Linked DNA regions of Sus scrofa: all the other regions are linked to region 1. A link is a contact called in public HiChIP or PLAC-seq and promoter capture Hi-C data. All regions are on one chromosome and are shown on one strand. Each heading gives the region's core, a stretch centred on a gene start, on an enhancer-like site or on the middle of the called end of the contact. The rest is flanking DNA. Distances are from core to core; before and after follow the strand shown.

Region 1 (4,210 bases), core at 873-3,372:
AATAATGCTTTTAAATTTAGAGAATTTGTTTTTTAAAGGGGAGGAGATGCCAAGCACAAACATGAACCAGCAAGGTGACCATTATAGCAGTTTTCAAATAATTTCAAGACAAGAGGAAGTCTGAAGGTTGGGCACCTGCCGTGAGTAACAGTCTCTTTCACGGGTTTCTAATTTTCATTTTCTTTACTTTGTGTCTTGCAAGCCTGCTCATTACCTCCCTGCAGAAAACATTAAACAAATTAAAACCACGCCAAAACACTTTCATCATCCCTGTCTCTGAAATACAACTTGTTTCCAACGTCAATGAGCCAGAGATCACAGACACTTTCTCTCTTGCCGCTTTTCACGTTCTAACATTCCACCTGTGCCTTGCTTAAACCTCATTTGCAAAAGGGACTCCTCTCCAATCTTCTGGAGTCCAGATCCACCCCTGATCTCTATGTACCATCTAACACTTGGCCCAGAACCCACTTCTGGGGGCTCGGGTTCTGTCCCTAAGAAGTCGGCCACTCTGACAAGAGGGTGGGCGTCAAAGTGAGGAGGAGGAGGCGTGAGGGAGTGCTGCTGAGCAATTCTGAACAAGTTCCCTCCGAAGTCCAGTAGCCCTTCAGCTCTTTTTTCCCATTGAAAAGCCGGGAGAATCAAGAGTATGGGCCCCATGTCCCTACAACGCCCCCCAGCGCGGAGCAGAGGTCATGGAAATGTCAGTGCAGCCCATTCGCTGGAGGGAGGTGCTGGCTGCCACCCAGGCGGGATGCCTCCTTGCTGTACCGCCCAGCCATAAACTGGGGTTAACCCCTACCCCAAACTAAAAAGCCGTAGCAGTGCTCAGAGCCTCAGTTTGTCACAGTAAAACGAGGAGTCCCTTTTAGATCTAACACGTGAGCGCTTTTCTTCTCACACCCTCTGAAAGCCCGTCTACGGCACCCCCCAACTCGATCTCCCCTGGCAGGAAATGCCTCTATGAACCTGCCAACTGCCTCACTCTCCCATGTGAGTCTCTCTGGAACCTAAACACGCTTGCCCACCAAGCGCCCACAGCTCGCCACCCACACCCCATTCCTCCTTTAACTAAATGAATGCATTTTAAAATCGGTCACCACTTGATACAGCTCCTAAGAAGCTTTGCCAACACACGGCCGGCAGCACCAGAGGGCTAACTGCTTTCCCCGGGATCCTGACCCCCATTAACTAATTCCTCGGATCCCAACGTCCGGGAGCTAGGAGGCTGGGCAGCGCCGGGTGCGGTGCCTGTGCGCGCGCGGCGGGGGCGGGGGGTGGGGTGCAGCCTCGAGGATCCGGCGGGGGCTGTCGCCTTGGTCTCCCCAGCGGCCGCCAGCGCCCCGGCCCCTAATGAGCCGCTGAAAGGGAGCGGGCTCCGGTGCGCGTGGCTCGCAGGCCTCCCGGAGTCCGGGACGCCGTGATTGGCCAGCTGCGCCTCGCGACCTCCATTCATTAATAAATTAGCGGCACGCTCCAGCCGAGCGCGAGCCACCAATCACAATGGGCAGCGGCGGCGACAACAGCCGCAGCTTGAGCCGATGCTGCCGCCACCGCTTCAGCAGTCCGACCGCAGCCTCGAGCTCCAACAGGAGCTTTAGAACCATTTTATGCTGATTAGATAAAGGGGGGAAAAGAGAGGCGGGGGCGATGGGAGGGGGATGGATGGCAGGGCCTAGGGGAGGGGGGGAAGGGGGTGAAAAAAGAGAAAGAAATGAATGATGATAATGCAATGAAAAGAGTAAGCCGGAGAGGGAAAAGCGGGGGAGAAGGGGGGCCGGCACGGGAGTGGGGAGGAGGCGGCGGCGGCCGGGGGTGGGGGGAGATGGGGGCCCCGGGGGCAGATCTGATTGTTTTCTCGGTGGTATATAAGGGGTTTTAAGGAGAGTCGTGTGCCAGACACGCAGCCACTGAACCACAAGCAGCTTCGCTTTAACTGGAGTGCCTAAGAGTCGCGTGCCGGGAGCCGCACCGCCGGGGACTGACTGACAGACAGACACGCACCACCACCAAAACACACGAGACCCGGGCGGGTCACCGCGGCCGCCGAGGCTCTTGGCAACCTCGCGGGTAGGAGAGGTCCCCCGCGGAGCGGCGCCGCAGTAGCGCCAGGTCCGCAGGGTTCCAACCCGCAGAAGGCGCGGCGCTGTGCTCCGAGCTGAGCGGAGAATCGCAGCACAGTCTAAAGTAATAGCGACGCTGAGGCACATTTAGAGAGCCAAGTAAGTAAGTATCCGCGCTGGGCCTTCCAACTTGGAACGGTGTTTCCCGCACTCTGTCCCACCACACCCGAAAGCCTCTTGCTCCCGCTGAATCGGTTGCGGGAGCCGCATTCCCTTCCCGGGAGGGAACACAACCGCCACGGCGGCCCGCAGCGTTAGGAACCCACTTAGCCGGCGACAGGGTCGCAACGAGGGGCGCTCCTGAGCTTGGAGGGCGCTGGCGCGGTTTCCTCCCCAACTTACGTTACTCCTTGGCGCTGTTCGGAGCCGGTCTTCTCCGAAGCGCGCAAGAGGACGTCCCGGTGACACCAAGAACTTGCTTCTGCTTCTGTATTAACACTTCGTTCGGTTCTTTCTCCTTCACCGCTCTCTCCTCCAGGATGTTCGTCAAGTCCGAGACCTTGGAGTTGAAGGAGGAAGAGGACGTGTTGGTGTTGCTCCGCTCGGCCTCCCCCGCCTCAGCAGCTCTGACCCCGCTGTCTTCCAGCACCGACGAGGAGGAAGAGGAGGAGCTGCGCTCGTCGGGCGGGGCGAGTCGGCCGCGTGGAGCAGAGGCCGGGCCCGGGGCGCAGGGCCGCTCGCCGGGAGGAACAGAGGGCTGCCGACCCGCGCGGCTACTGGGTCTGGTGCACGAGTGCAAGCGGCGCCCCTCCAGGGCGCGGGCAGTTTCTCGGGGCGCCAAAACTGCCGAGACGGTGCAGCGCATCAAGAAGACCCGTAGATTGAAGGCCAACAACCGCGAGCGCAACCGCATGCACAACCTCAACGCGGCGCTGGATGCGCTGCGCGAGGTGCTCCCCACTTTCCCGGAGGACGCAAAGCTCACCAAGATTGAGACCCTGCGCTTCGCCCACAACTACATTTGGGCGCTCACAGAGACCCTCCGCTTGGCCGACCACTGCGGGGGCGGCGGCGGAGGCCTGCCGGGGGCGCTCTTCTCCGAGGCAGTCTTGCTGAGCCCGGGAGGCTCTAGCGCCGCGCTGAGTAGCAGCGGAGACAGCCCTTCGCCTGCCTCCACGTGGAGCTGCACCAACAGCCCCGCGCCGTCCTCCTCCGCATCCTCCAACTCCACCTCCCCCTACAGCTGCACTTTATCTCCTGCCAGTCCGGCGGGTTCAGACATGGACTATTGGCAGTCCCCACCTCCCGACAAGCACCGCTACGCATCTCACCTCCCCATAGTCAGGGACTGTATCTAGAGCTCTGCTACACACGCCAGGCTTTAGTGGGTACCCTTTCCTGCCCTCGATCAAGCCTTCCTCCCACCCCTTTCCTGCCCCGCGCTCCATGCCCTAGAAACCGTCTCACTACTCAGAGCAGGTGTAGCCGTTCTAGTTCCTCAGCTGTTTGTTGCATTCCTAGGCTAAAGGCTTCCTTCATTCAGACAGGCTCCCTAATTTATTGGTATGATGGAGCTTACTGTCAAAGAAAATAGTAGAGGTGCGGGGGGAGCATTTGTTAAGGCTAACAAGATGCCGGGAAGAGATGAAGGGGGCTTGTCTAAAGAGTTCGCAGAGCCGACCGACGCCCCTCCCCTCTCTCGGAGCCGTTCGTGTGAATCTCCCAGGGGGAATGCAACTGGTTCCTGTGATCTCTTCACCTTTGCTTCTACATAGAGATGTTAATGTCGAGTAGAAAGAAATGTATCTTAGCATCTGAATGATTTTACTGGTAATAATATTATCCACTGATTTGCAATGGCTGGCATCTGCTTTCTTCCCAGTGCTGTCTGCGGGCTGTGGGAATTTCACCTGTCAAACCAAACTTTCCCTCTCTGATGTGCACTTTGTTCTGTTTCCCAGATTCGTCACAATGCCTATTGTCCCGCCCTTCTCTTTCCTTTTTCTTCTCCATTTTGCCATCTGTCTCTTATGATTTATAAGGGGGAAAAAGTTGTTTTGTTAGAGGGCCAGGTTAGAAGTCATTGTATAATTTGTAGGCTTTGTAATGATTGAATGCAAGCGTGGAAATTTAGGCTGAACTCTCTA
Region 2 (4,176 bases), core at 904-3,403, 150 kb after region 1:
AAGTTCACGTGGCCAGACAGGCATGGGGCATTTTACAGCACTTCAAATGGGCAACGTGTTCTATTGCTGCATGTCATCTACCCAAATACTTTCTTGTAACGCTATTTTCACAAACCTGTAAATTTTACCTTAGCCGTTGTATTTACCGTTAAAAGACATAAATAATATAAATGGTACTAAAAACTTCAGACAAGTTGTTCTTGGATCCTTTTTAAAATGTCATTTAACTTCCAATTTGGGGGTTGAGCCCAAACTTATCTATCTAGGGCTCTGTGGTAGACTGCTTTCCTTTTTTTCTTTCGCTGTAACTAATGAATTAATTGTGAGGTTTTGTGTAAAGTCCATCTTCCCCACTGTAATATACACTCCAGTGGAGCAGGGAATGTGTCTGTTTTGCTTTGTTGTATAGCTTGGAATATTTAGCAACTGGAATAATTCCTAGCACATAAGAGATACACAAAGATATCTGTTGTTAAATGTTTTTAAAAGGAGATACTAGCTAAATCTGGGCAATTTCTCTTAGCTGATGAGTCCTATGTATTACTGCATATTCGATAAGTTGGAAATATTTATTTTTATTTCAGGGATGTCTGTAATGTTCCAAGAAGATGCTTTTTGTTGTCTCTACAAACTATTACATTCTCTGCCTACCTACACTGTTGAAATGAAAAGAAACAACATGCTTTTAATTCGCCTCCAATCTTCTTTCAAACTGGGTGTAAAATTCTCAGAACATTTCTTAGTACTGACCCTCACTAATCCTAACAGTCATTTCCACAAATTGCCTTACTGCATTGTAAGATCATCACCAGATTTCTGAAAATGCTGTGACAATGTTTATGCCATAGTCTCTGGCTCAGAAAATGAGTCAGTTAATTAGGATGTCAGCCAGGACAAACGTTTTATCATTCACATCATGGTCTTAATTCTTTGCAACTTAAGAGCCAGTAAATTTGTTCTTATAACGCCTCACTGCCTCCCTCTTCTGGTGGCATTAACACTACAGGCATATGAGACCACTTTTCAACTAGATGTATATTTTTACGTGTTAATGAAAACAAATGTGGCATTTCACAGAAAAAAAGACCTAAATAAATTACAAGCATTAGTAATGATGTAGAAAAAGGAAAACTTTTTTTCTTGGGTGCACCCCGGCATGTGGAAGTTCCCAGGCCAGGGATCGAACCTGTACCACAGTAACAACCCTGAGCCACTCCAGCAACAACACGGGATCCTTAACATGCTGCACCACAAGGGAACTCTTGGAAAACTTTTTTTAAACATTAAAATAGTGATGCATATTATTTAACCTTACCAATAGTCTTCTTTTAATTCCATTTCAGAAAAAAAAGTCATTAAACTTTCAGAATTTTATTACAGAAAAAATCATTATCCTTGTCTCAAAATCTATGATGTTTTAATATAACGACAATAAAAAGTACACTTGTACTATGGAGAAAGAGTATGATAACCAAATTAACAGTGTAAAAGCATTGTAGGGCATGTTTACACCATCTGAGAGAAAAAAAATTATTAAAACCTTAGAGTATTTTAGAATGACTAAATATATGAAAGAAACACTGATAACTCAAAAGAGCATGATCTACTTATGAAATGCTCCATAGGTCCTTCATGTGCCAAAAAAAAAAAAAAAAAGCAGGTGTTCTGAATCTACACATGACCTGAAACCTTTGTTCATGCCTATCTGTTCACTCCCACCTTATCACTACGCATCCTACAGTCTACACAGTCTGCCAACTTCTCCTCATAAATATGGTCTCTGCTCTCGCAATCTCGCCTGCTGCTGCCTATACTGGGGCCTCTCCAGTTCAGACCGTTAGCCTTTATTGTAGTTTTCCTGCCACCTGTTTCTTTCCCTATCTGAGCACACTGCCCTTCACGCACTGCCAGATAACTTCTTAAAAACAGAACCAACTGTAGCCCTTATCTACTTAAAACATCTGTTGGCTTGCTGTTGCCTATCAGATGAAGTCCAAGCCTCTGATCTGGCATGGAGGGTCCAACCTGCCATGCTCAGCACCATCTATAATACAGCATAGTTTCTGCCACTGGGCACCTGTGCTTAGTACCTTGGAATAGCATCCCAGAGTACTCTGTTTAGACCATGTGGCAGAGCGTGGCACAAGGCTTTGTCATGTATCAGTTACCTAACGGTCTCCCAAGAGACTGTGACTCCTGAGAGTAGCCAGTGTCTCACTGGTTCTCTTTCGAATCTCCAGCACACAGCTGGAGCTAGCTGTGTGACTAACACAGGGGAGAAGCTCAGTGCAGGTTTGTGAATAAAGTGAATGAATGAATGGATCAATGTTGCTCTCCCATCTTTATCTAATAAAATCCTCAGGTTTCAAGTCTTACATTATGATGACTCTTCTCTAAAGCCCTTCTTGACTTTTATCTAGCAGAATTAATTGCTATCACAGTTCATGTACAGTCAGCTGTATATACTCCTGTCTCCTGTGCCAGGTCATAATCGCTGAAAGGCAACTTGGGAGAGTGAAAAGGCCATGAGCTGTGGAGGCAGACAATGCTGAGCTTGTATCCTAGCCCTACTGTTCACTCTCTGTGTCACCTTTGACAGGGAGCTCAGCCTTTATGAAATGAATGTTATTTTCCTCAACTCTAAATGGGACTAACACCACTTCCTCATAGGTTTAAAGCAAAGACTAAAAGTGAAAGCTCATGGCACATACTAGACTTCCATGACATTTTAGTACTTATTCCCTTTCCCTGAGAGTTAAGACCACATCTAATTTATATTTAGGTTTCTAGGGCTTCGAAAACACAGAGACACAATAGTGTTTGCTGAGTAAATAAATGGATTTCTGAGTTGTATCTTGTCAGAAGTAATACATGTTTAAACAGTCCTTTTAAACTAATACATTGGTTGTCATTCCTCCTAATCATGTACTATCTTACTATAAATATTGCATTTGAATGCCCTGACATATTGTGAATCAAATTTTTTCTCATTTTTTTGTCTACAGTATCTAAAGTATACAGAGGCTACATAATTTGAGGCACAACTATTTTCTAATCTTTCAGTTATACTTCCATTTGTATGTTTACACTTATGTTGTCATTGTAAAGTATATTTATGAAGAATTTGAATAAAAAGAACTAATGCTTATTTTTTAATAGGATAACTATATTATAATGTTAAGAAAAAGGAGAATATAAAATTGTGTGATAGCGATTATATTTTAAAAAGTCATTGAGGACCAATGTTTTTTTTCCCCCAGAAATAGCAAAAATTCACCTTGAAATTCATATAAAATCTCAAGGGATCCTAAATAATCAAAACAATGTTTAAAAAGAAAAACAAAATTGGAGGTCTCCCAATTTTATGATTTCAAAACTTATTACAAAGCTGCAGTAGTGAAAACACTGTGGTACTGGTATAATTACAGACATAAAGACCAATGGAATAGAACAGAAAGCCCAGAAATAAATCCTCGTATATATAGTCAAATGATTTTTGAGGAGGGTGTCAAGACCATTCAACTGGGAAAAGAGTCCTTTCAATAAAAGGTTTTGGGAAAACAGAATATCCTGTGCAAAGAATAGAGTTGGACCCTTTATACCACAAACAAAAATTAACTCAAAAACATAAGAGCTAGAAAACTCTCAGAAGAAAACACAGGGGGAAATCTTCATGACTTTGGATTTTGCAATGATTTCTTGGATATGACATAAAAAGCATAGGCAGCAAAAGAACAAACAGATAAATTGGACTACATCAAAATTAAAAAATTCTGTGAATCAAAGGACATAATGAACTGAGTGAAAAGGAAATTCATGGAACGGGGAAAATATGCGCAAATCATTATGGCTGACAAAGAGTTAACAGTCAGAATATACAAATAATTCCTACCACCCAACAATCAAACCACAAAAAAAAAAACCCAATTAAAGAAGTAGTCAAAGGACTTGAACATTTCTCTAAAGAAGATATGCAAATGGCCAAAAAGCGTATGAAAATATGCTCAACATCACTAATCAGTAAGAGAATGAAAATTAAAATCACAATGAGATACCACCTCAGAGCTATTTGAATGGCTGCTATGTGTAGAAAGTAACATAATGTCTTTTCTGTCAAAGGAAATCTTGGTTACTCCATTTTGCTCTGGCTCCCCCTCCAGATCAATCAACTCTGCG
Region 3 (4,158 bases), core at 134-2,633, 180 kb after region 1:
TTTTCTCTATTAATGTTATTAATGACACCTACTTAGTCGTTTGCAGTTTATAAAGCAGTTTCACATCTCATTTAATTTTAAAGGTCAGATATCAGAAACTCAAATTCTGATATTATTTTATAGTAAGAATTTATTGCTGTGCTCAACTTGCATGTCTTTTTCTTTTTTTTAAACTTCCACGCCTGCAGCACATGGAAGTTCCCAGGCTAGAGGTCCAGTCCAAGCTGCCGCTGCCCTTCCTAAGCCACAGCCATAGCAATGCCGGATACTTAACCCACTGAGCGAGGCCAGAGATGGAACCTGTCTCCTCACGGATCCTAGGCATGTTCGTTAATCAGGGACCACGAAGTGAACTCCTCAAATTGCACATCTTATCTTCCACCTGCTCTAATGTTCCCCTGAAAAAAGATCCTGTGGCTATCGCTCAGAGAAGAAATAACAAGTGTTGATGATTAACGACCAAAATTATAGCCTTAGAAGAATCTGCCTGAGATAGGGGCACACTTCCTTCCTCATGCTTATGGTTCTTGACTATATCTAACTCTGAGAGTTCAATACTTAACCCTTCCTCACAACTCTTTATCAGGTGGTAAAGCAGCAAGCGTCACTGTCATTTTATTGCCAGTGAAACAGACCCATAAACAAGCACTCTTGAAGTCAAGGACAGAACCCAGACAAATGATTGGCTTCCATCAGACATTTACCAGAATTGGTAGGTGGTTTCCCAAGCCTTGAATTAAGTAGGCCAGTGTGACCTCATAATGGCAAGCTTTGTTCTCCCACCGCTGCTTCAATCCTTTTTCTCCTCCCACCGTTTCCCGTGACACAAAGTACCAGTCCTTACTTTTGGAACCCGAGACTCTGGATGTTGAGTGAGGAGTCCCTTAAAATGAATGGAGAGAGAGGAAGTGCCTGGACTGGTCGCCCGGATGTACGGTGAGGACACCAGGGGCAGCAGGAGGCCAATGACCTTTGGCGCAAGTTGAGATCCTGTTCCTCGCCCCGAAACTTAACCACTCTCTGGGCTTCCGTTCACTCCTTTATGAGGGAGACCTACTCTCCCGACTGTGAGGATTAGATAAGAATAATGTGTGCCACGCACATGGCTTGCTTGGTAGGTTAATTCAACTCCGCACTTCTCCTCACCCTGGTCCCAGGCTAACCCTTGCAGTGTGTGATGTGGGGAAGTCTGAATGTCAAAGTGATTCCCTTCCCTTTTCAAAATCCAGCTCGCAAGTCGCACCCTCTTTGGAGGGGCCCTTGTTTTGGGGGTGGGGGTGGGGGCGCGTGGGGCCCCGGTGGGTTTACCGCGCATCGCACCCGGTCTGGAGGCTGGGCTTCTAGTCTGAAAGGGCGGCCGCGGACGTGACCATCTGGCGGGAAAGGGGCGGGGGCCGGGCGGAGTCTGAAAACGGCACTTTCGGTCTTCATAAGGGCTCGGAGGAGGGGGTGCGCTCGGCCTGCCAGTGGAAGGAGTTGCCGCGCGCGCGAGAGGGTCTGGACCCCGCAGTCTCCCGGGCGCCCGCTGGGTTGCGTCTGCGCCCCTCTTTCCCCGCTCGGCCCTGTCCCCCCGCTTGGGCTCACACCTGCTTCCCCCACCTCCACCTCAGAAGCCACGGCTCAGCCCGCCGGCAACTTGCGGTCCGTAGTCCAGTGCGGACACGAGGCGGTGAGCCGTGTCCATCCCGGATCCGAGGGCCTCCGCCAGATCAAGTCCCTTAACCTCGTGCCGAGCCCGGGAAAGCGAAGAGGAAATTTACGGACTCTAGGACCCCAAGGTACCTGCCAGGAGGGACTCCGCCAGATCACGTCCCATAACCTCGTGCCGAGCCCGGGAAAGCGAAGAGGAAATTTACGGACTCTGGGACCCCAAGGTACCTGCCAGGTGGAGGTCTGAGGGGTGAAGTGGGGCCTGTGTCTTTTCTGTTTATCACGGGAGAGGGAACCATTGTCTAGGAGTCTTCCGGGCCGTTGTGTAGAAAGTCATCACCTGCTCCTCTTGCAGGCTCAGCTACCGGCAGACGCTCTAGCAATTTACTGCGAGCTCCCAGCTTCCCAAAATAGATGTTTATAAATGGAGCGGGGGAACTATTGGAGATGGGGTGTGTTTTCCTTGTACTTTTCTGTGCTTTGCAAAGGTTTTGTTTTGTTTTGTTTTCCTAACCAGTAAAAAGAATTCCATTTAAGAAGCGTAGGTCATAGAGGGGTTGCGTGTAGACCTGCCTTCTTTGCTTCAGCCGGCTAGTTTAGGAAAATAACGCCATCCCTTGCTTTCTGAGACTTTCTCCAGCTTTCAGATTTAACGGGGGAATTTCCCAAATCTTCTAGAGCCAGAATCCGCACTGAGCCTCGCAGCGGAAGCCCGCGCAGCCACAGGGAATCGGTCTCTGCCTTTTGACTAGTTATTGGCCAATCAGGCAGAGTTGGAGAAAGGAGACATCTTCCCTGAAAAAAACCCCTGAGCTTTCCTAAGGGTTTCCTCCGGCTCCTTGTAGTTTTCATGACTCCTTTAGCGAGACCTGTAACTTCAGTAAGTATGAATTCTGCTGAATAGTTGCGTTCATGCATCTCTTTAAAGCCACGCTGCGGATGATGATCTGGTGACAGGGGTAGGGGTTGGGTTGTCGGGATCGCTGTCTTTTGCTTTGCTTCCAAGTTTCTCTTCCTTTCCTATTCTGTTCCCTTCCAGTGCCAGCAGAAGTTATTGTCGTTCATTTGTTGACACAGATATTACAGTAAGTCAGACATCATCTCAGTGTTTTACAACTTTTTGGTGTCAGAGATCATGATTTTCCATTTTGGGGATAATCTCCAACTCCATTTAGTTTCATAAAAATCAGAGTTTGATTTTGTAAAGAAAATATTTGTTAGATGTCTGAAGAGCTATTAGATGGCCTGAAATTGCAAAGGTACAGAGCATGCAGTGAAAAGTCTCTTGTCCACCCCCAACCCATTTCCCTCTGCAGAAGTAACCCTTACCGCTACATAAGCTCATTGTTCTTGTTTCTTTGATAACTTTAGCCAAACATTTGAAAAAGCTGCTTTTGAGCACCTACACACTAGTGACTTTTAATTTATTTTTTGCCTTTTGCCTTTTTAGGGCCGCACCTGCGGCATATGGAGGTTCCCAGGCTAGGGGTCCAGTCCCAGCTACAGCTGCCACCTATTCCAGAGCCACAGCAACACCAGATCGGAGCTGTGTCTGCGAACTACAACCACAGCTCAGGGCAACGCCACTGAGCAAGGCCAGGGATTGAACCCACAACCTCATGGTTCCTAGTTGGATTCGTTTCCGCTGAGCCAGGATAGGAACTCCGTGTTTGTTTTTTGTTGTCACTAGTAACTTTTAAAATAAAGATCCACCAATTTTATTATTTTATTTATTTATTTTTTTAATTTTGTTAGTTTCTGACTTTTCTGTTTTCCTACTGTCCACTCTGAAAATGTCAGAGATTTAGGCCACTTTGTAGAGGGAACTTGCAGCTCTGGAGATTAGTGAATAGGTTAGTTTCTAAGTTCCTCGAAGTCAGAGACCATAATTTACTCGACTTCAGGGCTAACAACCTACCAGAATTATTAGTGACATACAGCATCCACACACCCAGGTTTAAGAATAACTGGTAACTTGTGGGAACCTGGTGCTTCATAGATTCTTGCTCTTATAGAGGAGGCAGAAATAGTGTATTTTCATCCCCAACACTAGATGCTAGCTTGGTGTCTTGCTGGTTCTAGTGCACACACCTCTGTGGACCTCTTCTCTACAGGTTATCTGCTATAGTTTGTGAAGTAACTGGTAATAGGAAGTAATGTTTGTAGTGGGCAAGAGAGAGGGTGCATTTCTGTTCTGTTTGAATCCTGCCTTGGACACTGGCTCTGTGAGCTGGACTACTTAGCTAAACCCTCTGAGACTCATCTCCCTCATCTGTGAAGTGGTGATTCTTAGGATTGTTTTGAAAATTAGATAAGACAATATGTATAAAAGTCTAGCACGGTGCCTGGCGCATGAAAGCATACAGTAAGTAATAGCCTTTCTTACTGTCAGGCTTGCTAATTGTTTCATACTGGAGGTGAGTGCACTTGATGGCTCAGTGTTAGGTAACTTACAAGAAGGGTTTGATTCCTTGCTCATATTACAAGTCTTTTATGGCTCTGTCTTTG

Evidence for each region. Promoter capture Hi-C pulls out the DNA fragments that hold promoters and counts their contacts. HiChIP or PLAC-seq counts read pairs in DNA pulled down with a chosen protein or histone mark.
Region 2: a contact with region 1 is called in an H3K27ac HiChIP or PLAC-seq map of alveolar macrophages. The contact joins the enhancer-like site here to the promoter of NEUROG2 in region 1. A contact is called at or near these places in 19 of 47 Hi-C or Micro-C datasets (brain, embryonic fibroblasts, epiblast stem cells and 13 more) and 1 of 2 datasets of contacts at active chromatin or transcription factors (alveolar macrophages).
Region 3: a promoter capture Hi-C map of fetal liver shows a contact between it and region 1, with 2.6 times the contacts expected there. The contact joins the promoter of TIFA here to the promoter of NEUROG2 in region 1. A contact is called at or near these places in 4 of 5 promoter capture datasets (fetal liver, fetal skeletal muscle, liver and 1 more) and 1 of 2 datasets of contacts at active chromatin or transcription factors (alveolar macrophages).

Annotation. Positions count from the first base shown.
Region 1 is chr8:110,198,559-110,202,768 of Sscrofa11.1, forward strand. NEUROG2 (neurogenin-2) reads left to right here and starts at 2,123. Exons shown (of 2, transcript XM_021101670.1): 1 at 2,123-2,226; 2 at 2,602-4,210. The coding sequence starts at 2,603. The coding sequence ends at 3,421.
Region 2 is chr8:110,350,443-110,354,618 of Sscrofa11.1, forward strand. All of the region lies in intron 1 of ALPK1 (alpha-protein kinase 1), which reads right to left. Among named protein-coding and RNA genes, the nearest start is that of ALPK1, 15 kb to the right of the region's middle. Within about 2 kb of position 2,154, at least 13 of the 83 cell types and tissues checked have an H3K27ac peak or open chromatin away from gene starts, as enhancers often do. A contact at or near this core is called in alveolar macrophages, fetal liver and retroperitoneal adipose tissue, where this site is marked.
Region 3 is chr8:110,376,434-110,380,591 of Sscrofa11.1, forward strand. TIFA (TRAF-interacting protein with FHA domain-containing protein A) reads left to right here and starts at 1,384. Exons shown (of 3, transcript XM_013978948.2): 1 at 1,384-1,874; 2 at 2,690-2,735. It also overlaps the pseudogene LOC100514667.